Linked DNA regions of Mus musculus: regions 2, 3, 4, 5 and 6 are each linked to region 1. The links are chromatin contacts, called in public Hi-C, HiChIP or PLAC-seq and promoter capture Hi-C maps. All regions are on one chromosome and are shown on one strand. Each heading gives the region's core, a stretch centred on a gene start, on an enhancer-like site or on the middle of the called end of the contact. The rest is flanking DNA. Distances are from core to core; before and after follow the strand shown. Region 1 holds the start of Tcf7l1 (transcription factor 7 like 1 (T cell specific, HMG box)). Region 2 overlaps Dnah6 (dynein, axonemal, heavy chain 6). Region 3 holds the start of Sh2d6 (SH2 domain containing 6). Region 4 holds the start of 0610030E20Rik (RIKEN cDNA 0610030E20 gene). Region 5 holds the start of Suclg1 (succinate-CoA ligase, GDP-forming, alpha subunit). Region 6 holds the start of Vamp8 (vesicle-associated membrane protein 8).

Region 1 (4,457 bases), core at 228-2,727:
AGCCTCACAGAGATCCACCGGCCTCTGCTTCCTCTCTCAGGTTTTGGGATTAAAAGCACAGGTCACCATACCTGGCTTTCAGTTGTGTTTAAAACATTTAAAAAATATGCTCATACTGACGTTCTAGACTGATTTTAAAATTTATGTTGTCACCAATGTCCCCATGGAGGATGGCTCCAAGTGGCGTTACTTCCCCCATCCCCAGCTGACTGAGGATATATGAGTCTATCTAGTCCCGAGGATTGAACACAGGACCTCATGAATGCTAAATACACGCTCTACCATCTCCATCTTTTAAATGATACCTAACTTGTGAGGGAATGAGTGCACATGGCATGGTCCACACGTAGAAGCTAGAGGACGAGTGTCTGTTCTCTACTTCCACCATGTGGGTACCGGACAGGGAACTGAAGACATGGGGCTTGACGGTAAGTACCTGCTGAGCCATCTTGTTAGCGCCCAGATACTCTCTCAAGTCTGTTTTTTACCTATGAAGCTAGTTAGGTAATTTGCTTATGGTGCTTGTGGGCTATCACGGCAGCTTCCTAATCAGCTTTGGGAGTTCTGGGTGATAATTTCTTCTTAAAATCAATACAGTTAAAATCCCGTCTGAATCCAAGACAGTGAGTATTGAATTTCACACCTCTTCTCCAGCTTTAGAGAGAAAGCGTGATCTTCAAGGTTGCAGTAGTTCCTTACTAAGAGGAAGTGATCAAAAACACAGTTTGGGGACAGGAATGCGTTGGAATACCATAGGAAAGGGAATGTAAGACCGCTCAACTTGTTTCAAAGTGTCACAAAATCTGGCTGAGTAGAAGGGCTGATGGGATCCTGTACTCGGCAGGCTGAGTGGTTGTGCTCGGCGGATCTGCGAGTCCTCGGCTGTCCCGCAGGGGGCAGTGCTGCCTGCCAGTGCGGTGGGAGCGGAGTGGGAACCCGCGCGGAGTTCTGGGGCTTGTTTGCAAAGAAAGTTAGGGGATGTGAAGGAGTGCGGGCCAGACTCTTAGAGGGAGGGTGCGAGAAAGGACTTCCCAGGGTAGCCATGGAGTTCACTGGAGGGGATCTGGATAAGTTCGAGGGGTAGGGTGGTCGCACGAGGAGGGTAGTTGTAGGCCCCGGAAGGTGCAAGCGAGCAGGACGCGAGTGTGAATACGAGTGTGCGTGCGCGCGCTGCAGTTCGCCTGGTTCCGAGAGGCGCGGGTGTCAGCTTGCAGCCGGGGCTCCTCCCTCCGGCCCCCCTGCCCCGCCGGGCGGTCCCTCCCTCCTTCCCCATCGCCCCTCCCCGGCGGGCCAGGCGCTGGGACGCCCGGGCCGAGAAGGCAGCGGCGGTGGCGGCGGCTAGTTGGGAGTCCTAGGTTCCGTGCTGCGGGACGATTCGGAGCCGAGTGTCTCTTGCCCCGGCTGGGCGGTGCTGGGCCCGCTTCCCACAGAGCCACGCCCTGTCAAAACTTTGTCGCCGCAGCGGCCAAACGATCGGAGCCGGGCCAGCGAGAGGGAGGGAGGGGCGCCGGGCCGGGCCAGGCAGGGCGCGGGGCTCCGAGCGCAGCGGCCCCGGCCCGTGGCCCCACCATGCCCCAGCTCGGTGGTGGCCGCGGTGGCGGCGCCGGCGGGGGAGGCGGTGGCTCCGGAGCCGGGGCAACCAGTGGAGGGGACGACCTCGGAGCGAACGACGAGCTGATCCCCTTCCAGGACGAGGGGGGCGAAGAGCAAGAGCCGAGCAGCGACAGCGCTTCGGCGCAGAGGGATCTGGATGAGGTCAAGTCGTCCCTGGTCAACGAATCGGAGAATCAGAGCAGTAGCTCGGACTCCGAGGTAAAGGGATTCCTAGGGTCAGCCTCTGGGGGACCCGGGTCCCGCTCCCGCTCACCCGCCCTCGCCTTTGTGTCTCCTCCACAGGCGGAGAGGCGCCCGCAGCCCGCCCGGGACGCTTTCCAGAAGCCGCGCGACTATTTCGCCGAAGGTAAGTGCCTTCTCCGTCAGTCTCCACTCTCCAGCCATCAGCGATTGGCCGTACGGGTCTCCACGGTCCGGGTGGCGGAACCCCTGCTCTCCTCCCATCGCTGCAGCAGCCACTCTGGGGCTCACTCGAGGGGTGCTCGGGTTCCAGATTCCCGCCCCGAGCTCCAGATAGCTACTCTGTCTGGGGGACCCCTGACCTCACTCCACTTTGGTTTTGTCCGCAGTGAGAAGGCCCCAGGATGGCGCTTTTTTTAAGGGACCTGCGTATCCTGGGTACCCCTTCCTGATGATTCCAGACCTGAGCAGCCCGTACCTCTCCAACGGACCCCTGTCTCCTGGTGGAGCGCGCACCGTAAGTGTCAGTCCGGCCGTGCCGGGACCGGTGGGCGTCGGGCCCGGCGGGATGCGCCCCTGGGCTTTCCGTGGTGTGGGGGATGGGGCCTCCTGCCTGAGCTGATCCTGGGCCGAACTTGTTTGCAGAGTCAAACTCCCCTGTGGCGGCCTAGTATGAGACTGCTTTTGGCCAGTAACGGGATGAAAGTAAAGTTCTTTTAACTTCTCGCCTTTGGGAGATTGCGGCCTGGTGGGACCTCCCAGCCTCCCAAATTCCTTGCTCCTACCAAAGGAAAACTTGGATTTGTGCCTGCCTTTGGAGGTGGGGGGTGTGTGTTTGGGGGGGGGGTGTCTCGCTTTCCTTCCCGGAGATTGGTCAGCTTTCCCCTTGGCAAGGGAGAAAGTTGGGCAAGGGCCTGGAGGATCCTGACTTGAGATGTCCTCTGACCTGCGGGTTCCCTGGGCTGCTGTGAGCTGTACAAACTCCTTATTTTGTGTGAACTATTCACGACCCACCCCCAATCCTCACCCCCAGGGCCTCAATTTTTCTGCAGAACTCTGGGTTTTAAACTCCTCTGAGATGGTTTGGAGGGCGACCCAAGGCATTCTTACTTGGCTTTTTCCCCCTTTTGTTGCGGGCTTTTCTCATTTAAAGCGAGCGCTGCGACACTTTAAACCTGTTAATGGGAGCGCATTGTGTGCTGTGTGCCTGGCATTTAGAGCGGTGATTAAGCAAATTGACCCGGCCCCAGACAATGTGCAAATGAGGGCGGATTCCTTCACCCCTCTCCAGCTCGGAGCTCCCGCCTCTCTCCCCTGCGAAATGAGGGGTGCAGTTCGGGGTTGGCCTGGTCTTCGAGCCGCTACTCCACATCCAAGTTTCCTATGCTGATGCTGGGTTGGATGGTAAATCCTGGGTGCACACCCTCCTGCTGTGCGGCGCCTTGCTCGTTGTCTCTGCCTCGCACAGAGCTTTCCAGAGTTGGTTGGTTCATTCTCCCTGCTGGCGTGTCTACTCCTCAGGAGTGCATCCCTGAGGGAACTGAGCTCGAATAAAAGTTCATCTTAAATATGATTATACTCAAGGGTGGCCATGGAAGATCTGGGCGCTGAATGGGTCGTTCCTGCTGTCATTTCGGGCCCTTGCTGGGTGGAGCAGGATGGCCTCCACAGTTCGTGTAGTGTGTGTGTGTGTGTGTGTGTGTGTGTGTGTGTGTGTGTGGGTGTTGTTCACTGGTTAGGGGTTGGGGGTTAGGGGTTGCGTTCTGATGGATGGAAGAAGGGCGTAGAACCACACTCACACCGCTTGCCTTTGCTCTGGGGTGGAGAAAGACCCTCACAGTTTTGGGCCTGCTCCACTTCAGGGTACCCCAAGAAGTCCTTTTGAAAGTGGATATAGGCCTAGGGCTTTGCTTTTGCACTTTCAAGGTGAAGGTGTGTGCCAATGTTGGGGACCACCCCCAGCTTTCCTGCCCATGCAGGTACAGGGAGTTCCCATATCTTTGTACGTGTGTCTGTTAAGCCACTTTAGTGCCTGCCATCTTCTCTGTTTTTATCATATATGTCAGCTCTGAGCCAGGTCTTAGGAAGTTAAAAGTCATCAGAAACATCCCAAATACGACTTAGCCCTTTAACTGGAGATTTCCTCCACACACTCATTTCTTTTAAGTTTTTACATTTTCTTTCCTCTCTGTGTGTGTGTGTGTGTGTGTGTGTGTGTGTGTGCACTTGGGTGTATCTGAGGCTTACGCCAGGGTTAGTACCTCCGTGGGGGACAGAAGACAATCTTTGGTAGTCAGTTGGATTCTCTTCTACCGTGTGAGTCCCCCGCAATCCAACTCAGATCATCAGATTTGCCTGGCCAGGGCCTTTACCCACAGAGCCATCTCGATGGCTCTCCACACTCACCTCTTAGCCCACTGGCTTGGGGACTTTGACTCCCATCTCATCCCCATGCCTGTATCTTTTTTTTTTTTTTTAAAGATTTATTTATTATTTTATGTAAGTACACTGTAGCTGTCTTCAGACACACCAGAAGAGGGAGTCAGATCTTGTTATGGATGGTTGTGAGCCACCATGTGGTTGCTGGGATTTGAACTCTGGACCTTCGGAAGAACAGTCGGGTGCTCTTACCCACTGAGCCATCTCACCAGCCCCCCATGCCT
Region 2 (4,518 bases), core at 1,571-4,070, 390 kb before region 1:
AATACAGGACCAGAGGGAATGCAGTGATTCAGAAAGGTTGCTCCGAGGTATAGAGACAGAGACAAGCTGTAAGAAAGCAGAACTTGGGATGGAGAGACGGCTCAGAGGTAAGAGCACCGGCTCCTCTTTCAGAAGTCCTGAGTTCAATTCCCAGCAACCACATGATGGCTCATAGCCATCTATAATGAGATCTGGTGGTCTCTTCTGGCCTGCAGCCATACATGCAGACTGAATGCTGTATATATAATAAAATAAATCTTGAAAGAAAGGAAGGAAGGAAGAACTTGCGACCCTGTGAGTGGAGGATCCCCATGAGCATCACCCATTGGTGATTTGCGAGGACACCTTACAGACTCTGAACGCAGCTGTACTTAGAGTCGTGGCTTAATTCAGTGAAAGGATGTAGCTTGTGATAAGCAAAAGGTAACAGCAGGCGCTAAGGGAACCAAGCACGAGTCCCCAGAGCCCTCTCCCAGTAGAGACACTTGATCCCTTCCACAACTAGTGGCAAGGCTCACAGAAACTGTGTAGGAAGGGGCGCCTGGTAGCATCCCAATATCCAGGTTCCTACTGAGTCTCACCACAAAGGCATGCTATGCCTAGCATGAACCAAACTGCCAGACTCCCCAGAGGGAAAGCAGATGTTCAGCATAAACCACATGTTTTCCTGAATTATTCAGACATGGGCCTCACATTCTAGATAAATGATGATGGAGCCCTTTCTGAAAGCCAGGTTTTCTGATATTGAACAGCGGTCTTCTTTGCAGGCAGATCTTGCTGAAGATATCAGTTTCCGACCTACTATGTTAACCTCCATGCCAGACAGAGGAGTGTTAAGTCAATAAGCACTAATGCATCAAAGACAGTGAAGTACTTTAAAACCCACAGTTTGTGATGAAATATAAATGTATGTGGATCAAATATGTCAGGAGACGCTTTCGTATGACAAAGAAGCAGGCTAAATCACAAATAGAACATAATAAAAATAACATAAATAAAATACTTTAACATACCATTATCATCATAAGGAAGACCAAATAGAAAAGAAATAAGAACAGAGGCCTAGCCAACACCATTAGAATAAAAAGAAATGATCATCAAAATAAAGAAACAAACAAATAAGTAAGTCTTTAGAAGCTCTGAGATTACTGTGTAGATGTTGGTTAAGGTGAATTTGAATCATTAGTAAAAGTACATTTGCAAACTGGGAGAATGTATTTATATCATCCAGCCTGGCCTCTTAAGGCACGAAGAAACTTTGCTCTGGGTGACAGGACTACAGGTGGGAGGAAAGATGGCCAAAGCATTAGGCAGAAATCCTACCAAAAACTATTAACCAAACAGAGATGATACTACATCACCCATCAGCTAAGTGCAAAGTCAAAGAAAACTGAATTAGCATCTTTCAACTAACATGTTTGTGAAATTAAAAAGTGTGCCAAAACCTCCCGTGGGCTAACCTGTGGGAAATCATACACCCTGCACCACTGCAGCCATGCAGAGAATAAAGAACTTGCATTGTATGAGGGAAAATAACTAAACGTGCATTTGCTTTTTGGTTTAACAATGCCACCTCTAGACACACCTGAAAACACAGGGTCAGAGATAGAAAAGAACATACACATGAGGCTACTCTTAGCATCTTGCTTCTGATTGCGGAAACATCAGAAACTATCAAAATACCCATCCCCGGGCAGGAAGACAGGGGTTAACTGTATGGAGTGACATCCAAGACTCACTGTGAAGTGAGCAAGCCAAGAGACAGTTTTCTGTCATCTGTCCTTTTTGCGTCAGAAAAGGGGGCAGGGCAGAGAGGCCCGTAAACCAGAAGCCAAGGAAAACAGCTCTGCATTGGAGAGTGTGGAAATGATTCAGGAAGGGTCAGAGTGGGGGGTGTGCAGTGCAAACAATAAGGAGAGTAACCCTTCTGAGTGTAGGTTTAATATAGTTCTAAACAAGAGTGGAGGGGGAATAAAGTACAAACAAAACCAAATAAATCCAAGTTAGTTGAGCAACATAACTACACTGAAGAATGGGAAGATGAGGATGAAAGCAAGTTTATCATCACCACCACTACCATCACCCTCCTCATCATCATTATTAATGAAAGGTTTGAAACTCAGGGCCCCACATAAACTTGAACATAGTAGTTAGGACTTTGGCCACATAACCTTATGCTAACTTCTAAGCTTGCTTTTGTCCGTGGAATCAGTGTATCTGCAATCCCAGACCACTTTCTGTGTGTTCCACAGTTGAACAAATAAGTAAAACCATATTGTGGGCAGTTGTACTAGTTAGATTGCTATTGCTGTAATGAAATACCGAGACGAAAAGCAACCTGGGGAGGAAAGGGTTACTTCAGCTTACAGCTGAGTTGTGGTCAGTCAGTGAGTTAAGTTAGGTCAGGAAGAGGCAGGAACTAACATAGGGACAGTGAAGAAGGCTGCTTTCTAGCTCACTCCTCAGGGCTTGCTCCGAATGCTTTGTTAAACAAACCAGGGATGGCTCTGTCCCCACAGGGCTGGGCCCTCCCACACCAATCATTAATCAAGAAAATGCCCTATAGACTTGCATACAGACTATCTAATGAGGGAAATTCCTCAGTTAAGGTTCCCTCTTCCAAGATCACTCTAGCTCATAGCAAAGTGACAACAAAACAAAACAAACACACAACCCTAACCAGCACAGGAATGAAGAGATTATATATCTTCAAAGAATTAACAAGTGGGGAAAGAAAGACCACTTTCTGAACTGAATGGTTTTGCATTGAGATTAGAGTCATGAACTCATGGTTTTTATTGGCTGGTAGAAAAATAGAGAACTGAGATCTACATATGCGTGCTGTGTGGTGTGGTGTGGTGTGGTGTGATGTGCTCTGTGTGTGTGTGTGTGTGTGTGTGTGTGTGTTCTACTTAGGAAAAATTCCCTTGAGAGTTAGAAAGATGGCTCCGACGTTAACCACACACACTGATCCTTCAGAGGGTGCAAGCTTCATTTCTAGCACACACACCAGGCAGCTCACATTTCGAAGTCCTGCTCTGGGGGATCAGACACCTCTGTCCACCATGGGCATGGGCACCTGCACTCATGTGCCCGTACTCTCACACACACACACACACACACACACCACACACACACACACACACACACACACACACACACACGTAACTAGAAATATTAGGGGAAAAAATCAGTCTTGTTCATCTGTCACCACTTAGGAAACAATTCACGCAGCGTTCGACTCTGCACGCTTGTACGCAGCGACATTTGAAAAGTTTCAGTTATTCTTCAAGGAAAACGAGAGTCTGGATCTAGAAGCCCTGAAGCAGGAGGAGCCTGGTGAGTCTGCCCTCGCTAAAGCACATTTGACCGAGATAACAAGACCTGTCGTCTTCTGGGTTTCTGTTTGGTGGTGTTCAGTGACACCGAGTGTTGACCTGAAACGTTTGACCAGGCAAAGGCAGGACTTTATGCACATCTGGTATTTCCCATGGAATCCCTCATTTTCTTTCCTCTGCGCCCGCATCCCTGTATCTGGTAAAGTGCGGGGTGGTTCCTCAGTCACGCGTGGCCCATCTGTCGAGGTTGCTGTAAGACCTGTGTGCCTTGTGAAGAGTTGAAAAGGAGGTGGGATTCTACCATTCCTGCCAGGCAAGGCTTACAGAAGCCCTCTGTCTCAGAAATTCAAGATACAATTTTCTTCCTATACCACCCTGAGACCTGGTGAGGATGATCAACAATTCTTAGTGTTGAATTCAGGCCCGGGGACAAACCATTCCATTGGAATCCTTATTCTTGGGTGTGACAGGAGTTGGACGTGTTTCACAGGATGTCTTTTCCAGAGCATGATGCAAGCGAGTGACCTTTTAACCTTATGGACTGATTTTATGGCGTTTTATTTTCAGGAAAAAAAATCCAATTTTTATTTTTATAAAATATGGTTTTTGAACACAAAGTAGATCTATTCCAAATAACCAGCTTAATAATTTATATCATCTAACTCACAGGGGTTAAATGAAGGGCCTGATGTATGCTCTGAGGTATACTGGCAGCCTATGGCTTTCTTCTTTTATGATTCAATTGTGATCTTATGAAAGAACAGACATTGTGCCTCCTCTTCCTCTTCCTCCTCCTCTTCTTCCTCCTCCTTCTTTTTCTCCTATTTCTTTTTTCTCCTCCTTCTCCCCGCCCTCCCCCCCAACTGTAACTATATTTGCTGACAGGCCCAGGACCTACCATGAGGCTCTGGTGGGGAGGGGCAAAGGATGAAGTAGAGCCTGTGAACACTTTATAATGGAACTGCTTGCAGACTCGAGGAAAGCAAGGCCTCAAGCATGCAGGCACACCCCATCACCCCCAGACAGAGGGAGATGACCTCAAGCATGCAGCCACACCCCTTCGCCCCCAGACAGAGGTAGATGACAGGCAGTGGACCTGCTTCTCACACCCCTTAACTTTCAATACTCTGAACAAGATACTTTTTTTCAACCAATGCTAGATTGCTAAAGATGCCAAATG
Region 3 (4,547 bases), core at 376-2,875, 270 kb after region 1:
GTTCTAGAGGATCCTTGGGCCCATATACCTGCTGAGACTCCTAGAGATCCAGGACTGTGGGCAGGGAGAGTCCCAGCTGTACTAACCACTCTGCCCCTGCTCTTTCTAGGACAGGTTCAGTGGCAGCAAGGCCCGGTGAGTGCCCCTCTTTCTCCTGCTCGCCCCTTTGTCTTCACCTACCTCCCCCTCACTGGAGCAGCTGTCTATCTCTATCCACCCGTGTGCTTCCACTCTGCCAGCCCTGTGCCCAGCATCCCTAGGGTATCATCTTATCCAGCTGTGCACCAAAGGCCACTAATTCTGCCTGCCCCCTGAGCCCACCCCAGTCTTCTCCTTCCATTGCTCTGATCTCAGGTCCAGGCTGTCACACTGGCTTCTTCAGAGAGCATTCCTAGTCATAAGTGTGAGTGGTCTAAAGTGCAATGTCACCCTGACAGCACTCAGGGTCTCTTTGGGCAGAGCTGAGTAGAGTCTGCTTACAGGTTGGGGCCACCACTCCTTCCTGCCAGAGGTGCAGGTAAGTGCACAGTGAGTCTTAGGGGCCCAGCAGACCAGGGTCCTCCACAGTTGGATCTCCCTGAGTGACTCTAGATAGCCTGTCCCACCACCTGTCCAGCAAGGCTTAGCACCTAAGCTTGGTTCTCTTACGTGTCTTGGTCAGAATCCGGGTACGGGGGTCAGGAGCCATTGATGGGTGAAACAAACACATCTGCCGAGATCCCCGTGTTTCACCACACCTGTCTTGTCTACACTGCTAAAAAGGCCCCTTTTATGGGTTCCTTTAGTTGTAGGGTTGAAATCTATAGTTAAGGGAAGACGGTTTACGATTTATCAGAGAGAGAGAGCAAAATAAACCTTTTGCTGGAAGTAGGTGGGCTGGGGTGAAGCAAAACCAGTCTATCTATCCAGATACCCAAGTTTGGAGAGAAAGTAGAGCCAACCCATCTTTCCTGTCTGGCCCAGAGACCTGGAGAAACAGGGTAAGTCGGAATGCTGAGGATGGGGGAGGGGAGGGAGGGAGGCACCAGCCACCAGGGCCTGCCATGTTCAAGCCTCCATCTTCCCTATGCCACCAGCATCCCTTTTTGAAGGCCCAGGAAGAGGGAGAAGAGGAGGATAAATATGAGCTGCCCCCCTGTGAGGTTCTGCCCGTCAGTCTGGCCCCTGCACAGTCTCTTGGCTCTAAAGACGACTCCTTGTATCTGGGTGAGGGCTGGGAGGAGGGAAGGGCTGAGAGGTTGGGTCAAGGCAAGAGGGTCCAACAAAAGGAGAATCCGGCCCGGCCTCTCTTCCTTCTGCCTGAGTTGGGGCAGAAAAGGGCCTCAGCTGGCTGCCACTGAGGCCTCTCAGCTGGGCAGAAAAGGCTAGAGAGATGGAAAGGAGTTAAAACTGTAAAGAAGGAAAATGGAGAGGAGGCAGGAGGGAGGGGTGAGGTAACTAAGGCAACGTTGACAAAGCAGGAAGCCCGACCCAGTCCCTAGGGCCTTGCGTTCCCTCCTCTGAAATCGCTGCACATCCTCCCAACCAGGGTGGGAATGCCCTGAGAGGCCACCACCACTGGCATCTCACCCCCCCACCCCCACCCCCGCTCAGTCATGTGGGGGCAGGGAAGCTGACTGTCTCCAGTTGCCATGGAGACGGAGCTGTTAAGAAGCCAATAAGTAGAGGAGACAGGAGGAGAGAGGGAGAGATGAGGGCTAGGTGGGGAGAAAGTGGGAATAGACTAGGGAGGACCTTCCTCCCTCTCCCCAGTTTACAAAGCATGGGGTCTCTTTCAGATCGTTCTGGGCCCCTGGATCCATCCAAGCCACCACTGCCCCCGCCTCAGTCTACCATGGCCAGAGGACTCCCCATAAACCCTTCCTTCCCTACCCGCCCTACCTCTGGCTACCATTTCCCGGTGAGTAAATCTTACAAACATCTCATTTGCACAACCCCTCCCGCCCCCCCACCCCCCCTCCCCGCTCCCGTTCCACCCCCAACATGCGTTTATATTCTAGATGCCAGGAAACCTCTGCCTGTGCATTACAAACCAGAGTGAAACAAACAAACAAATAAACAACAAAATAGCTCCTCCCACTTGCCTAAAGGGTCCTTTCATCCCTTCCTTAGTCACCCCTCTGCTCTGCTCCCCGCTCCAGCACAGCTCAGCAGGGCTCTCCATCCTCTGCTGGGGTTGGGGGCAAGGCTCAGCTACCTTCACCTGGGCCCTGGACCACAGGACCCATCTCTGGCCAGAGGGGTCAGCTGTCGTCATCCCAACTCCCTTCCCCGCTGTGATCTGGTGGCTATTCACTTTCGTATTTTACAGAATAAAAATAAATAAATAAGCAGGGGAAATTTCGCAGTAAGGAAAGGACCCCAACTAGAGGCAGGGGGAAGCATTGTCAGTCTCCTTTTGTAGTATTTTATGTTTGTTTTTGTTTGTTCAGTTGTGTTTTCTGGGGGAGGGGCAGTTGAGAGGGGGGGTCTCATGGAGCCCAGGCTGGCCTTAGACTCACATCTACCCTGCCTCAGCTTCAAGCATGAACAGGCTAACAATTCAGTGTTAGTGTTGAAAGCAGCACATCAGCTCTACCCCCTTGCACCCCAGCTTCCTTGTTCTTCAACTGCCTGCACTTCACACCTCCCTCTCTCCTCCCTCCTCCCTCTTCCCTCCTCCCTCATTTCCCTCTTTCCATAATGCCCACAGCTGAAGACAGCAATGAACCCACAGCCTGCAAAGCAGGGACCTGTTTTTGGAAGGCAAGGTAGAGTGTCCCCTCTCTTTCCACGGCTCCACATAGGGAGGGGAGGCCTCTCCTACACTTCTTCTCTCCTAGAATTTTGGGGTTGCCTTGAACAGGGCTTGCTGCATCCCTCCTAGCCACACCTCCTTTTTGTTTGCCAAGCCTCCAAGTCAGTCAGTACAGGTATCATTACCACCAAAGCCATGATCTGCTGTGCCCTAGAGTTTGAAAGCAGAGGCCCTGACCTCCAGGCCCTGTCTTCAGTCAGTGTGATCCCTTGGCCAGGTGAGGGGCACCCTAGAATGAAGTGGTCAAACCTAAGACCCTCCATAGTGAGACAGCTGAGTATTATCCCTCATCAACAGGCAACCTTGGGCTGTCACTCCCATTGTCTCCACTCTCCAGAGACTTGCCCCTATGGTCAGTGCCTTGAGATGTATGACCACAGGACCTTAGAATGTCAAGATAGGGGGTGGGGGGAATGGACCATTTGAACCATCCCCGAGTAAAACAGGTTACAGGAGGGTTAGCGTATTCCAGCCCAAGGTCAAACGGCTCACACGAGGCACAGTCCATCTTAGTCTCAGTTGCTGGTGAACCTCCATCACCTTGAGGATTTTTGTTTGTTTAGTTTTTGTTTTTGTTTGTGTTACCATAAAGTTATCTGGAACCAAGCCTAGCAAATTTGGTGAGAAGTTAAGCCTGGTGATATGTCAAGGCTGTAAAGAGAAAGGATGAGTGAATGAGGTGTGTTCTCCTGGGTCTCCAAAGCTAGCTCTGAGGAGCACTGTGACCAAGGATGCCTAGACCCATTCTCACTGATGTTCATGAGTGCTCTGAGGAGCACTGCGACTAAAGGTGCCCTAGCCCTCTTCCTGCTGGTGCTCATGAGTGCTCTAAGGAGCACTGTGACTAAGGGTGCCCCTTTCTCTCTGACGTTCATGAGTGCTAGTTCTCCCTTTTCCTTACAGGGCGAGGTACATCTGCTAGAATGGTGAGCTGCCTTCTTCTCTATCCTGTAATCTAGGGACTTCTCTGGAAAACTGATAGGGCTGGAATGAGCATCCGAGGGAAAGGTCTGCTGTAGAGTCATTCTCTCTTCCAAAAATATAACCCATTGGTGCCACCCAGAGCCTCCCCACTCTCTGAGCACTCCTAAAGGAGAAGTCAGTTGGGGCATGCCCTTCTTGTGTACATAAGGAGAAAGTGAGACGGCTAGAGCCACCTTCCTCTAGGTCAGTGGCTTCTTCCATGTCTTACTTCCTCACTAATAAGGCACATGTTTAAAAGGGACCACAGGTCTAGTCAAACCCATAGTCCTACACCTTAGGTAACAAAGAAACCAGATGAGGACATCTACCTGGAGTGTGAGCCGGATCCAGGTGAGCGCCTGCCCCTCCCACTACCCATGAACACACTCTCCTGGCCCCGTTCTTGTTCCCTCCAAAATACTCCCCTCTAGACCCTACCTGGGAGTCTTCATTTCTGCTGTTGGTCCCACACTGGCCCTACCAAAGAGGTGACTGGCACTCTTAGAGCAAAAAACAGGGGGTAGTGGGTGGGGAGGGGGTGTTCTCAGCTGCTCCAGCCAGGCCACCAAGCAGAATCTCCCCATGGAAGGTCTCCAGGAGAGCCAAGTCAAAGGCAGCAGTAGTAGACCCCTAGGCTGTTCTTAGCCACTTCCTGATCAGCCTGGACTTCCCTGCCTGGTCCCCAGCCAGACTCTGTATGCCCTCTCTATTCTAGTTCCAGTCTTGACTAGGTCTCTGAGCTCCAAAGCCCTGATACCTCCAGTTCCTCTGCCAAGAACATCTGGAT
Region 4 (4,569 bases), core at 155-2,654, 440 kb after region 1:
CCCAGGACGGTCACGCTGCAGCTGTTTCCAAAAGGCGTACCTGATAGACAATAACTGAAGTGACCTCGCCACTGTCCGCCTCATAGTCTAAACAGAAGAGCTGGCGGCCAGGAGGCTCTAGCTCGGAGCTTCCACTACTGCTGCTTTCACTGGCTTCCTCACAGTCTGGGTTCACGGGGTGGGTGGAGCCATCTGTAAGGGCAAACCAGAGTGAGAGGGAAGAGGGGGTATGCTGCTAAAACCCCTGCCCACAGAAATGATCAGAAAAACAGCACCAAGAAAGCCTCCAAGCTTCCAACAGACCCTGGGTGTGTATGTGTGTGTGTGTGTGTTATGTATGTAGCTGTCAATCAGGATTTTAACTTCTTCCCTCCACTCCAGCACAATCTGTTAAAAAGTAAGTATAAGCTGCATATGTCTCCTGCAAATATCACTGGAAGCTGCTGAAAGGATGGACAGAGCTCTGCCTCAGTTCAAATCCAGGCTCTGCCATTTACTAGGTCTGTGATGTTGGACACCTTATTCACCTCTCTGGCTAGGGAAACAGACATAAGAGTCCTCAGCTTAACAGCGTCCTACGGACTCAATAATGTACTCAAGATCTAACCCCTCTGTAAAGAACAGCCCACAAACTTAGTGTCATATGTTAGTCAACATGAGTTCATGGTCACAGAAAGCCCAAGAAAAGGCCATTTACTGGGTTTGTTTCATTTTATGTACTGATCTTTCTTTTCTTTTCTTTTTTTTTAAATCCCTGCCACACTTTCTCTTCCAGGTGGCAGAAATATTAAAACCCAGCCTGATAGATCACACTGGTGGACAGCGTTTCCTGGCCGGGTCCCAGCTACCTTATATAACAGTGCAGTTTAACTGGGGTCACTGGCCCAGGGGGCGCTGCTATTGATGCAGTGGCTGCTGTAAGGGCCAGGTGGGCAGGAGCCCTGACGCAGAGAGAGGGGCTTGCCCGGGGGCGGGACCGCGGGCGGGCGGGCGACAGGCGGCGGCTCACCTCGGTGGCGCGGCAGGTACACTTGTAGGTCTGGCTTGCGGGGCCGCGTGGGCGCGGGCGTGTGGCGCCTCCTCGCCTTCTCCTTGGCCGCCTGCTTCACCTTCTTGTCGTAGTCGTCCCTGCGGGGAGCCGAGCGGGAGTCAGGCGCTGTCACCCGGCCGAATCGGGCCGGGCCGGGCCTGGGGCGGGGCGGTACCGATCGAGCTGGTTCCGACGGATGTGGTGTACGAAGCCGTGGCTCATGTCCAGACGCCCGCCGGGCTTGCAGCACAACCCCGGCCCGTGATCCTGGGCCGCCTCCATTCGTATGCTGGGTACAGAACCGCCGTAACCGCCACAACTGCCGCGGAATTAGGGCCTTCGGCTGCGGACCATGACTTCCGGCCGCCGACCTCGGCTTCCGGCTCCGATGCCCTTTTTCCGGTTGCGTAGGGCCAGGCGCAGCGGAGCAGAGATGCTTTCGAAATTTGAGAACCTTCATCTGTGAGCGCCCGTAGAGCTGGAGGTCCTCTTACTTTGTGGTATCACCTGAACGAAAGAAGGAGTATATATAGCTAATACCAGGAAATTATTTTTAAAAATTCGAGTCATCCACGAATACTGAAAATGCATTCTATTAGTCTAGAGATGTTGACTTTCTTTTCCTAGCCCTTTAGTATAATAAACTTCACTATGAGATCATATGCGTGTGTCTATGTGTTGTGTGTATCTACTTTGCTCCTGTCTTTAAAGCTAGATTCTGCTCATGAGAAATATTTTGTCATCTCCATCACCTCTGCTCCATCTTCTTTTAGACCCCCTCCTTGCCTCCTATAGTTCTCTCCCCTTCTCTCCCCTCTTACACACACACACACACACACACACACACACACACACACATACACACTTAAAATCTAGGTCCTACATATGGGAAAAACATGCAATATTGGTGATTACTCTTTCTAAATTATACTGAATTCGCTTAACATCTTTAGGTTCACCATTTCCCTACAAATGACATTTCTTTATGGCAGAATTAAAGAAGACATGTTAATATATGCCACTTGGTTGACTCTTTAATCTAAATGTGCCTAGGTTTCCTTAATTTTGTTTTTGTAGTGTGTGTGTATAGGCAAGAGGACGACACTGGGTGCTCTTGTCTGTATTCTCTACCTGTTCCTTTGAGATAGGGCCTCTCACTTAACCTGTAATTCAGCTGACAGCCACCAAGCCCTAGTGGTCCTCCTGTCTCCATTTCCCACATGGCTAGGACTATAGGCATGAGCCCACTGTCAGCTTTTTCCACGGGTGCTGGAGTTTTGGACTCATGCTTGGACAGTAAGCTTTCTCACCAATTGAGCCAATCTCCTCCGTTTGTTTGCTTATTAGTGGACATACTAAAAACATCTGTCTCTGATAGGCAATGAGGCAGACAAGTGCTCACGTAGGTAAGTTTTCCCCACCCATACCCAGTCCCTATTTCAGCCACATTGGAGCTGCACTGCTGGTGTCCAGACCACTTGCTTAACTGACCATGAGAGGAACCAAGGCTTTTGAGGGTCTAATAGTGCATAGCCTTCTCTTGTTTCTTTCCTTCTGGCATGTAGCCTAGGATAGTCTTGAATTAACTATGTAGCTCAGTTGGCCTTAAACTTTGGGATTTGTTTTGCCTGATCCTGAGAGTATAGCTTTCCAAGTTTTCAGTTTAAAATGTAAACATCAGAAACTTATTAGAGCAGTGACAGAATCAAGTGCATCTGCTTGATGGAATTGTTATATTGAAAGTAAAGGAACAGACTGCCTTACCCTAGACGTGAATGAGACCTGGTCAGAAAGAGGAAACACCGACTCATACTTGAACATAAAATTCTAGGAAATGTAGTCACTATTGTGGTTTGGGTGGGATTCCACGTGGGCACAGGACATTTCTGGGGTGAGACAAGTTTCTTCTCTTGAATCTGTAAGTGTTCATACATCGCAATTTAGCAAATTAGACACATCAAACGTGTACTATCTTGTATATCAATTATACTTCGATGGAACTGTTCAAATAGGCAGGGACTAAGGCATGACTCAGTGGTAAGGCTGAATTTGAAGTTTTATTAGCTAAACAATAAATGCGCCTTAGCAGAGTATTTGCAAACTCATTTCAAGAGCCCTTTAAATATGATACTAATTGAAGTTCCCAGGTACAAGCCTGAATGAAGGAGTTAATTTGGGAATACTGACTCCTTTTCCTGTGTAGGTCATCAGTCCCTGATCAGGGGACATCTCTGGATCGTCGTTTCGAGACACAAATTGTCCTGAAGCTATCTCGGGTGGAGTGCTAGCTTCCTTTTCCCTAAAATGAAAGTAGCCTGTGAAAGGTTCCTATTTAAGCCGTGAAGAGATGTTGGACAAGGACACAATATGTTCGAAACTATCTCGGTTGGGCCAGCAGCGCTTATAACGTTTTATAAGCCTGTATTGTCCCTCACAGCGACTCGTAGCGCGCTGCGTTTCTATGAGGCCATCTCGACTTCTGATTGGCTGCTTGCTGCCCGTGCTCGGCGCCGGCGCGGAAGCTCCTAACTGGTGGTGGCGATGTCTAGCCGGTCCAAGCGGCAGTCCCATGGTTCCACCCGCGGGAAGCGTGAGTCCGAGTCTCGTGGCAGCTCGGGTCGCATCAAGAAGGAGCGAGACCGTGAGAAGGAGCCCGAGGCGGCGAGCTCCCGGGGTAGCCCGGTCCGCGTGAAGCGGGAGGCCGAGCCGGCTGCGCGAGAGGTCCCGGCGCCCGCGCTCCCGGTCGTGCGGGTGAAGCGTGAGCGCGAGGCCGATGAAGACTCGGAGCCCGAGCGGGAGGTGCGAGGTGCGCGGGGCCGGGCCGGGCGCGTCCTCTTCCTTCGCCTGCTTTCTTCTTTCTCCTCCTATATTTTTAAAGACGGGTCTCAGGAACTTGAAGTTGTAACCAGAGATGGCCTTAGACTCTTGCTTCCCCTTCTTGAAGTCTGAGATGCCCAGTTTTTGTCTGCTTTTTACTTTTCCTTTCTTCTGCCTCCCTGACCAGGCTTGAATCCAGCAGGCTGGATTGCCTGTCATAATACATCACAGCATCTCCCTATTCACGTATAGCCTACGTGGGTCAGGTGCTCTACTGACGACTGTACAGATGGACCCTTCTCCGTTCCCCCCCACCCCCCACAAATTCCTAAGAGTCAGAGTCATGTTGTAATTTTTGGAATAAGACCATTAGTTGAGTCCCAGTGCACTCAACTCAAGTATTGACTTTGTACTAGTTGAATAGTTTGGAGACACTAATGCTTCTCCTGGGTTTTGCATGGGGGTTGTTCCATGTTGTCTTGTAAAGGATGCTGATGTAATGACCAGCCTTGGGAGACAGATAGTATTATTCCATAGAGCAATAGGTAGGGAGTAAGGTCACAAGAAGATATAATCTTCTTTAAGGGCAGGGATCTTCTGTAAGGCAACCCACTATGAGCACTGGTTCTTTTTCTATTCTATTATGGGACTTAACTCTAGGATCTGGCAAAGATGTCATATAATAGGGTACTGTTATTGCTGTAGTAGACTCTTTGTTTTAG
Region 5 (4,064 bases), core at 1,278-3,777, 460 kb before region 1:
CTGTAGCACCTAGGGCTGTTTGTCTTTTTATCTCTTTTAACTCAAATCAACACTGCAAAACTTGGGACCTCAACACATTATGTGCCATCAGCTAAAATTTAAGAACAGGGTGGAGGTGGGATTCCTATCATCTTATTTTAACCTAAAAGCCTAAATAATTTGTAACAAGAAAAAGGAGAAGAGGAAGAGGAGGAGGAAGAATAAGAGGAAAAGAAAGAGGAGGAAGATGAAGAGGAAGAAGAGAAGGAGGAGGAAGAGGAGGAAGAGGAGGAGGAAGAGGAGAAAGAAGAGGAGGAAGAGAAGGAGGAGAAAACAGTAGCAGCACTAACTTGTGAGACAACATGGCCACTGCAGTGGCTTGGAAATATTGCAGGTGTGAGAGAATTCCAAGGTCTGCCAACTAAGAGGTTTTTAAACATTAGTCACTTGTAACCTTAATACTAATACTACTAATACAAAAATATCCTAGTTTAGATCTTAGATCCCTCAGAGTTTTAACAGCATGCCTCCAGCAACAGAAAGCTAAATCTCTTCTAGGCCTTCAGTCTTGCAGTCTAGGATGAAAGACGTTCAGTTCTGTGGGGTGAGGGTTGCTAAGGATGAATTTAAGGAACCAAATCACCTAGACATTCCTCTTCTGGAAACACCTCTATTAACACAGCAGACCTTCTGGATGGAGGCTGGGTCTTGGACCAGAAAGACCTCAGCAGAGAGAGACATTGGTGCATAGGTGAGTGTTCCAGAAAACTAGCTAATGTGCACATCTGGTGTTCCACATCTTAACCCACAAACGATTCCAAATAAGCTGGCTTAGGCCATACCCAACACACAAGTGTTCAAACTCTACCAGCCACAGCACTTACTGGCACAACTAATGCCTTCCTTCCCTTCTATTTGGAGCACATTGAGGTATCCTTTTAATCAGTCAAGAAGGTGCTCCAGAAAACGTTCCCAAATACACTCAACTCTTTCACATTTGGCAAAGTTACCAAGTCGGACCTCTGTCCTCAAATGACCTGGCAATGAGGTACAGCTACTGGGTGCACACTTATCCTTGAACACTTTTAGGATACCCAAGAAAGAAACTAAGTCTCACCTACTATCTGATGCGAGAGGAAACAAGATGTCACAAAGAAAAGAGTGTTACATGAGTGTCTATTTCTGAGCAGTAAACTGACTCACTTATTCTACACAATGAAACCAAACCACTCATTACTTCTTAACATCTCCTAGATCTGGATAAACCTGACAACCAATCACTCATCACAGTTTTAATCGGCAATCATTTCTCCTGTTAGTGATAGGCAGGACAATGCTCTGCTTCACAAACCAAGCTATTACTTGAGAGATGTTTGTTTGTTTGTTTGTTTAGTAGGCTTTTGTTTGTTTCATTTCGTTTTGTTTTCAAGACAGGGTTTCTCTGTGTAACAGCTGTGGCTCTCTTGGGACTCATTTTGTAGACCAGGCTGGCCTCGAACTCACAAAGACCCGCATACCTGCCTCTGCCTCCCAAATGCAGGAATTAAATGTGTGGGCCACCACATCCATCGAGAAATCACTTTTTAAAAAAAGACTATTATACACATACGAATGATTGGCCAGACTTCAAAAACGACATGACCGGTTCCCAAGCTGTTTCCTATCGTACCTAACACAGAGACTTTGAACGCAGCACTACTTTTCAAGAGTCAGCATTGCAGGATAGCAACCCTGGGAGATTGGTTCTCAGAAACTGAGGTGTTCATTGGAGTCTCGTAAAGAGCGACACATCATTGGTCAGCTTCCAAGCTCCTACGGGGCCACGTTGACTCTGGGTGCAGAAACCACCTTTCCGTTGGCCCTACCACTTCAACAGAACGGTCAACTCCAAGTGCAGAATCTTTCGGGACAAATTACAACCTCTTCAACCCGGGGGCTCACACTCCCAGCAGAGTTCATCCTGGACCTCTTTAGCCTTGGCTCCAAGTAAGGGCCAGCCCAGAGGCCACCTCCACCTCACCCCCCCCCCCCCGCCTCCACACACACACACCCCGTCACCGAGGGAACTAGGATATTGTTGCCGTGTCTGCAGGGCGCCCTGCGAAGTGCATCGGCCGATCCACGACCCCATCGGACAAAGCCCCCTCCACCCCCGAGGTCTGCCACTGGCGTTTGGACCGGTGGCTCCCTCGCCCCTTCCGAGGGCCCGCCCGGAAGAGCCCGGACACCGCCGGGGCCAGAATCAGGAACCCGAGGTCTACGCAAGCATGGAGGACAGAGCCGGGCCGGCACGACTCACGGAGGAAGGTGCGCGACAACAGGCGGGCGGCGGCGAGGCCGCTGCTGCTGGAGACCATGGTTGCAGTGGCAGCCGCAGCAACTACTGTTGCGGTCATCCCCCAATGACACTCTCAGGACCCCGGGACCTTGGCATGGGCTCAGGCTCGCGCAGAAAGGTGTCTAGAGGAGTAGCCTGAATATCTTACGCTCCTCGGAGTCTCTTCTCAAACAGTGAACGTTACAAGTGGAAAAGAACAAGAAGGATGACGTTTGAAAAGCAAACAATAGCTCTGTTCTTTAGTAGATGTGGGCTTGGGTAACCATAAACATAACGGCAATGTGTGGGACAGCCCATGAGAGGCCCGGCCGGCGCGTGGTGTTGTGGGAAATGTATTTTTTTTCCGAGTAAGCAGCGTGCTGAAAGGGAAGGGGTTGGAAGCGATTTAAACTCCGGCGTGGGCGCCCAGGAAAAGCCGTGACAAACGCTGAGGGGAGGCGCCGGCAGCAATGCTATGTGCCAGACCGTGATCCTGCACTTTGTTTTTTTCTGACCTGTTACAGAGAAGATTGTACTCCTCTTGTCCTCCCTGTACGGTTCCGGAAATTATCCGCACTAGTGGCCGGCAAAAGAAAAAAGGAAAAGTGACCAAATACTTAAAATTAAAAAGCCCCTTAGCTGACAGTTTCCTGAAGCAGGAATCTCTTTATTAAACAAACTGGCGCACTGCCTTCGACTAATGCTAATTATTTACTAATGCTAATTATGCCTCTTTCTAAAATCCTAAGGACTACAACTCGAGATCAAATAGGATTTGTGCCCAATTGGAACAAATTATTCACTCCACTCTTTTAAAACCTTAGCAAGTCCTTGAGCCAAAGCACCACGTTTCTTGTCTAAAACCGCGTTCCTAAGATTCCTTATCAGTATAATCAATAAAGTTATTTTAGCTCAGTAAGGTCGTCATTATAATTCGCACCATTCTCATGTGTACTTGTCTTGTAGATCCTGCCCTTGTGGTAAAGTTAAATATCAGTGCTTTCCAAATAGGTCCAGTGTGAACATTTTTTTAAAGATTTATTTATTTACTTATTATGTACAGTGTTCTGTCTGCAGTATGTCTGTGAGCCAGAAGAGGGCACCAGATCTCATTACACTTGGTTGTGAGCCACCATGTGGTGGCTGGGAATTGAACTCATGGACCTCTGAAAGAACAACCAGTGTTCTTAACCTCTGAGCCATCTCTCCAGCCCGCGAACAATGGTTTTAAGGAGGAAATTTTTCACTGAATCTTTACTTAATAATTAAGCATTTTGTTTCATTTATTTAACAAAATGTGTAATACATAGTATATATAACATATAGTATAGATTGTAAATATGTGTGTGTGTACACTATATTGACAACATTATGCTGATTGGACCAAGTGAGTAGTGGATAGCAGCCAGTTTGAATTCATGGGTAACACGTAAATTCAACCAAAATTCAAGAACCTTCTAACTCAGTGAAATTCTTAGGAGTGCAGTGGTTTGGGGCATGCAGAGCTATCCTTCTATTGTAAAGTTATTGTGTCTGGCCCCTCCCACTGGAAAGAAGCACGGTGTTTACTGAGCCTGTTTGGATTTTGGATGCAGCACCCTCTTCACTTGGGTGTGTGACTCCAGTCCATAGTGACTCAGAAAGCTACTAACTTTAAGTGGGGCCTGGAGCAAGAGAACGCTCTTGAAGAAGTCCAGACTGTTGTGCAAGCAAGCACACTACCACTTGGCTCAGGTGATCCAGCAGACCCAATGGTACTTGAGATCTC
Region 6 (4,276 bases), core at 290-2,789, 400 kb after region 1:
CGTGCTACTCTTGCATAGAAGGGTCCAGCTCCCAGCACCCACATCAGGTGTCTCACAACTGTCTGCAACTCACCAGAGAACCTAACCCCTCTGCCCTCAGGCACACACACACACACACACACACACAGACACACACACAGACACACACACACACACTTAAAGATAATAAGATAAAAACTTTTAGCCGGGAGTGGTGATGCACACCTTTAATCCCAGCACTTGGGAGGCAGAGGCAAGTGGATTTCTGAGTTCGAGGCCAGCCTGGTCTACAAAGTGAGTTCCAGGACAGCCAGGGATATACAGAGAAACCCTGTCTCGGAAAAAAAAAACAAACAAATAAACAAAAAAAAAAAAAACCCAAAAAAAAAACCCAAAAAAACCAACAACAACAAAAAAAATTTTTAAAGATTTTTTTAAAGTGTTACTAGTTGCTTTAATTTGCTTCTGTAAAACTAAGCGTGCAGTGTTTGTAGATATAGCTCCTCCATGGCTGCCTGAGCAGGCACGAGGGAAAACACATAAGTGTCCCAAAATGATTCCGGGATTCTAAATTTATTATAGCCAACAAAATGAAACAAAACAAAACCCCTCTTATTTGTTGGAGGAGCTAAGATTTCCTCCTTGACGGTGTTATTTACTCTGGGGTGGGAAAGAATGTCTGTTCTCTTTCTGCCCTGTTATTGTTCTGTCTTGACAAACTCCATCCGGAGAAGAGCAGATTTTCTCTGGCGGAGAGCCACATGTGGTGGAAAAACCCTTTACTCTTAGGCCCCCATCCTAATCTGTCTGACAACCCTCTGACAACTGACCAGGGTCACCAACCCCCACGGTGACCTTTGGAAGGAAGTGTAGGACTGCTCAACTCCAGAAGGAAAGGAGGGGCTGGTGAGTGAGCCATTTCCCCGACTGTCCTGTGTCCTGTGACAAGGATAAGGTGCCCTGCCCCTGCTGTTTGCACTCCTCCCACTGCCTGAGGTCAGCCTTAGCACCCGAAGAACATTAGAGGGGGACAAAGATCCCACCCCCAGGGCCAACTTGGAATTTTCCTGGAGATTTTAAAGACTTTAATTATGTGTATGTGTGTGTATGTATGCACACGTATGTTCACATACCCACAGAGGCCAGAAGAGGGCATCTGGACCGCCCCTGCCCCCCCCCCCCCCCCGAGATGCAGATACAGGTGTCTGTGAGCAGCCAGGGGTGGGTGTAGGGACCTGAACCTGGGTTACTGCAAAAGCAGCGGGTGATCCCAACTGCTGACCCATCTCCCTAGCCCCCGTTTTCTGGGGGATCTTAGAGCTCTCTTCTCATACAGGATGGCCCTTGGGGACAAAGGTTGCCCAACAAGGTATCTTCGCCTGTACATTCGTTTCTATCTAAATAATGCTAATGTAAGTCCCTGAAAAACTAGAATTACTTCTTTGAAGCATAAAAGAAGTTTCTGAAAACTTAGGAGGACTGTTGATCCTTCTTTTCTCCTTCCCCCCTCCCCCAACCCTGTTGCTTAAGCTTTTGTTTGGGAGGAGACTAGGAGGACGGCAGCAGAGGGCAGCCGCCTACCTGGAGAAACCTGCAGTTACGTGTGTGGCAGGAGCCGGAGTGGCTGGAGTCGCGGGATGGTCAGGAGGCGGGCTGAAAGTTGGAGTAAGCAGGAAGTGAAGCTGTGGCTGCCTTGGGTGGAAACAGACTAGGCGAAGTTCTGCTTTGAGAGGCCCAAGTGCTCCGAGACATGGTGAGTGACGTGGGGACCAAGAAAAGAGCGAGTTAGAGCAGCTGCCAGAGGGGGATCGGGCCTGGGGGTTGCCTGTGTCGAGAAAGGTAAGTTGGCGGCAGTCAGAGGGCTGGCGGGGTTGGGCCAGCGCTGCCTCTGTCTCCTTACTTTTGACAACTCCTCCACAAATAGCTCCGCACTCCGGGCCAGGGGTTCCTGACACTTCTCCACCTCCTTCCTCCCGTGACCTCGGTGCTGGATCCGATCAGGATTTCGGTGGGGGTTGGGGGACCCAAATTCCAAGCCGAGCTGCTGCGCCGCGCCCTCCCCCTCCTCCGCCTCCTCCAGCTGGGCCTGAGCCCGGTGTTGTGACATTACCGGGCCACAAGCGTTCCTGCTCTTTGGGGCTCAGATTCCAGCCCCGCGGACTGGAGTTCTCCCCCTTACCCTCGCACTGTATCTATGCAGACACCCAGAGGATCTATCTGCCTGGCCACCAAAAGCACCACCCTTTTCTAGAAACATTAGCAACAGTGCCAAGGGTTTGTAAAGCAGCCAGATGGCGGTTCTTCCCGATAATCTAGCTTCAGCCCACACCCGTGGCCGGTACCTGAGGCCCCCTGGGTCCCTAAGGGAGGAGTCAGGCCTCTTCCCTCCTTGTTCAAAAGCCTTATCTAGAGGCCTCCTGGATAGAGCGACCGCAGCAGGAAGGACTTTTATTAATATCTGCATAAGCAGGCGGTGGTGTGCGGCCTACCAGGCGTTAAATTGTGGGGAAAGCAGAAGTATATGGTCCAACGGCACATGATGCCTTCTGGGGGCCACATCCACTGAACCGGGGCTACACTGCCCAGTAGGCTGGAACCAGAACTCACCAACAGCTGTCTGGAGAAGGGCATTTATTTGGGTTGGGCCGGGCAAGAGTGTGCTGCTGGTCAACTCTCACAGTTTTAGAGAGAACCCACTAGGATTGAGCCGAGGGAGGCTACAGGAACCAGTTAATAGTTCTTGGCTGTGCTCTGCTGAGGAAACGTCAGCTGGGTTTTCTCCTTGACCCTCTTTGTGGAGTCAAGACAGGGGCAGTCGTGTGCTGTTTTTTTGTTTGTTTGTTTTTTGTTTTTTGTTTTTTTTTGTTTTTCCTTGTCACGCTGAAAATCCTCCAAAGAAGGTGGATGAGAATCCAGGGTCAAACCTCATCTTCTGGGACTTAAAAAATGCACTTACATGGCTGGCAGCCGAGATGGCTGGGCAGGTACAAGTGTTTGCAGAGCAAGCCTGCCTGCCTGAATTCAGTATCCTGCTCTCTCCTGCCCATCCAACTGGAGGAGACAATCCACTCATGAAAGTTGTCCTCTCACCTCCACATGCGTGCCGTGGCATGTGCATACACGTATATTCCCCAGCACACACACACACACACAATGCACTTATGACAGACTAAGGATGTGGTTCAGCTGATAGAGTGTTTGCCTGGCAAGCGTCAAGCTCTGGGTTTCATCCCCAGCACCTCATAAAACAAGGATAATGGTACACACCTGGAATCCCAGCCCAGGGTAAGTAGAGACAGGGGGTCAGATGTTTAAGGCCATCCTACTTAGGAAGCCTATGGCCTGCCTAGGTTATATGAGAACCTGCCTCAGATAAATAAATCTGGGGAGGTGGCTCAGTGGGCTTGCTACGCAAGCATGAAGATTTGCATTGGATCCCTAGACCCATTTAGAAGGAAAAAAATTCCAGGTGTGGTGGTGCAAGCAAGCACTTAGGTGGCTCCTAGTGCTAGGGTGGTGGAGAAGGCTGAGCCCTGGGGCTTTTTGTCCACTCTAATCTCAGAGCCTCAGGCCAACAGGAGACCCAGCCTGTGGGGGAAAAAACAAGGGAGGAGTGACACCTGACCACCCGAGGCTGATCTGGGATATAAACGTGCTTGCATCGAAGTGAACATTTACGTAGAACATTCTCCTGGTAAACAGTTGAAGCATCAGAAACGGCTAAAATCTACTTTAGTTCTTCCAACCTCCTCTGGCCTCTTGGATCCTCTGCTGCCCGGCCTAATTAACCCCTTATTGACATCCAGGAGGAGGCCAGTGGGAGTGCCGGAAATGACCGAGTTAGGAACCTGCAGAGTGAGGTGGAGGGAGTCAAGAATATTATGACCCAGAATGTGGAGCGGATCTTGGCCAGAGGGGAGAACCTGGACCACCTCCGAAACAAGACAGAGGACTTGGAAGCCACGGTGAGATTGGGAGAAAACTGGGAGTTGGTGGGGGCAGATCTCGGGGAGGGGGAGAAGTTTGGGTGGGGAGGCAAAGTGAACAGAAGGGACTGCAGACTGTCATGTCTACTGCCCTTTTGCCTATGCAGGAGATGGCTGAGGTTCCACCTCTGCTTCCTTGCTACTCTGCTGGCTGGTAGAGAGCCCAGTGAGTGGTTGGATTTGAGCTTGGGTGAGGGGCCCACCCACAGAGCCATTTCTGAGACAGTTCAGTCAACTGCTCCATTCCTAAGCTTCATTGGGGTATGAAACTGATTTTTGTCTCAAAGCTTGCCCTTGGCAACCATTTGGAG

Evidence for each region. Promoter capture Hi-C pulls out the DNA fragments that hold promoters and counts their contacts. Hi-C and Micro-C count contacts between places; a contact is called where the count stands out from the background. HiChIP or PLAC-seq counts read pairs in DNA pulled down with a chosen protein or histone mark.
Region 2: a contact with region 1 is called in a Hi-C map of bone marrow-derived macrophages, with 16 read pairs. The contact joins the enhancer-like site here to the promoter of Tcf7l1 in region 1. A contact is called at or near these places in 7 of 39 promoter capture datasets (the 3T3-L1 cell line, the C10 cell line, the HPC-7 cell line and 4 more), 1 of 484 Hi-C or Micro-C datasets (bone marrow-derived macrophages), 1 of 115 datasets of contacts at active chromatin or transcription factors (bone marrow-derived macrophages) and 1 of 9 other capture datasets (adipose tissue).
Region 3: a contact with region 1 is called in an H3K27ac HiChIP or PLAC-seq map of embryonic stem cells, with 2.4 times the contacts expected there. The contact joins the promoter of Sh2d6 here to the promoter of Tcf7l1 in region 1. A contact is called at or near these places in 3 of 39 promoter capture datasets (the 3T3-L1 cell line, cranial neural crest and stem cell-derived epiblast-like cells), 2 of 15 datasets of contacts at CTCF or cohesin (the NIH/3T3 cell line and embryonic stem cells), 1 of 484 Hi-C or Micro-C datasets (embryonic stem cells) and 10 of 115 datasets of contacts at active chromatin or transcription factors (embryonic stem cells, extraembryonic endoderm stem cells, memory CD8 T cells and 2 more).
Region 4: a contact with region 1 is called in an H3K4me3 HiChIP or PLAC-seq map of embryonic stem cells, with 11 read pairs. The contact joins the promoter of 0610030E20Rik here to the promoter of Tcf7l1 in region 1. A contact is called at or near these places in 2 of 39 promoter capture datasets (cranial neural crest and second pharyngeal arch cranial neural crest), 2 of 484 Hi-C or Micro-C datasets (embryonic stem cells and nephron progenitors) and 3 of 115 datasets of contacts at active chromatin or transcription factors (embryonic stem cells and extraembryonic endoderm stem cells).
Region 5: a contact with region 1 is called in a promoter capture Hi-C map of pre-B cells. The contact joins the promoter of Suclg1 here to the promoter of Tcf7l1 in region 1. A contact is called at or near these places in 14 of 39 promoter capture datasets (the 3T3-L1 cell line, 3T3-L1-derived adipocytes, the HPC-7 cell line and 10 more), 1 of 15 datasets of contacts at CTCF or cohesin (the NIH/3T3 cell line), 3 of 484 Hi-C or Micro-C datasets (CD8 T cells, muscle stem cells and nephron progenitors), 13 of 115 datasets of contacts at active chromatin or transcription factors (bone marrow-derived macrophages, embryonic basal ganglia, embryonic forebrain and 9 more) and 2 of 9 other capture datasets (embryonic stem cells and liver).
Region 6: a contact with region 1 is called in an H3K4me3 HiChIP or PLAC-seq map of embryonic stem cells, with 9 read pairs. The contact joins the promoter of Vamp8 here to the promoter of Tcf7l1 in region 1. A contact is called at or near these places in 4 of 39 promoter capture datasets (cranial neural crest, frontonasal cranial neural crest, maxillary cranial neural crest and 1 more), 3 of 115 datasets of contacts at active chromatin or transcription factors (embryonic stem cells and pancreatic cancer cells) and 2 of 9 other capture datasets (liver and pancreatic islet).

Annotation. Positions count from the first base shown.
Region 1 is chr6:72,786,065-72,790,521 of GRCm38.p6, reverse strand. Tcf7l1 (transcription factor 7 like 1 (T cell specific, HMG box)) reads left to right here and starts at 1,477. Exons shown (of 12, transcript NM_009332.3): 1 at 1,477-1,812; 2 at 1,897-1,960; 3 at 2,184-2,311. The coding sequence starts at 1,570.
Region 2 is chr6:73,180,528-73,185,045 of GRCm38.p6, reverse strand. Dnah6 (dynein, axonemal, heavy chain 6) reads left to right here. Exons shown (of 77, transcript NM_001164669.1): 12 at 3,219-3,339. Among named protein-coding and RNA genes, the nearest start is that of Dnah6, 39 kb to the left of the region's middle. Within about 2 kb of position 2,820, at least 30 of the 459 cell types and tissues checked have an H3K27ac peak or open chromatin away from gene starts, as enhancers often do. A contact at or near this core is called in the HPC-7 cell line and bone marrow-derived macrophages, where this site is marked.
Region 3 is chr6:72,517,114-72,521,660 of GRCm38.p6, reverse strand. It overlaps Sh2d6 (SH2 domain containing 6), which reads left to right and starts at 1,625. Exons shown (of 12, transcript NM_001374030.1): 1 at 1,625-1,701; 2 at 1,779-1,900; 3 at 2,693-2,750; 4 at 3,701-3,723; 5 at 4,060-4,111; 6 at 4,476-4,547. The coding sequence starts at 1,835.
Region 4 is chr6:72,344,152-72,348,720 of GRCm38.p6, reverse strand. 0610030E20Rik (RIKEN cDNA 0610030E20 gene) reads right to left here and starts at 1,404. Exons shown (of 4, transcript NM_026696.1): 1 at 1,206-1,404; 2 at 1,010-1,128; 3 at 41-192. The coding sequence starts at 1,312. It overlaps Usp39 (ubiquitin specific peptidase 39), which reads left to right and starts at 3,546. Exons shown (of 13, transcript NM_138592.4): 1 at 3,546-3,836. The coding sequence starts at 3,572.
Region 5 is chr6:73,246,968-73,251,031 of GRCm38.p6, reverse strand. It overlaps Suclg1 (succinate-CoA ligase, GDP-forming, alpha subunit), which reads right to left and starts at 2,527. Exons shown (of 9, transcript NM_019879.3): 1 at 2,279-2,527. The coding sequence starts at 2,375. It overlaps Gm38834 (a long non-coding RNA gene), which reads right to left and starts at 2,269. Exons shown (of 2, transcript XR_869182.3): 1 at 1,649-2,269.
Region 6 is chr6:72,387,930-72,392,205 of GRCm38.p6, reverse strand. It overlaps Vamp8 (vesicle-associated membrane protein 8), which reads left to right and starts at 1,539. Exons shown (of 3, transcript NM_016794.3): 1 at 1,539-1,732; 2 at 3,786-3,944. The coding sequence starts at 1,730.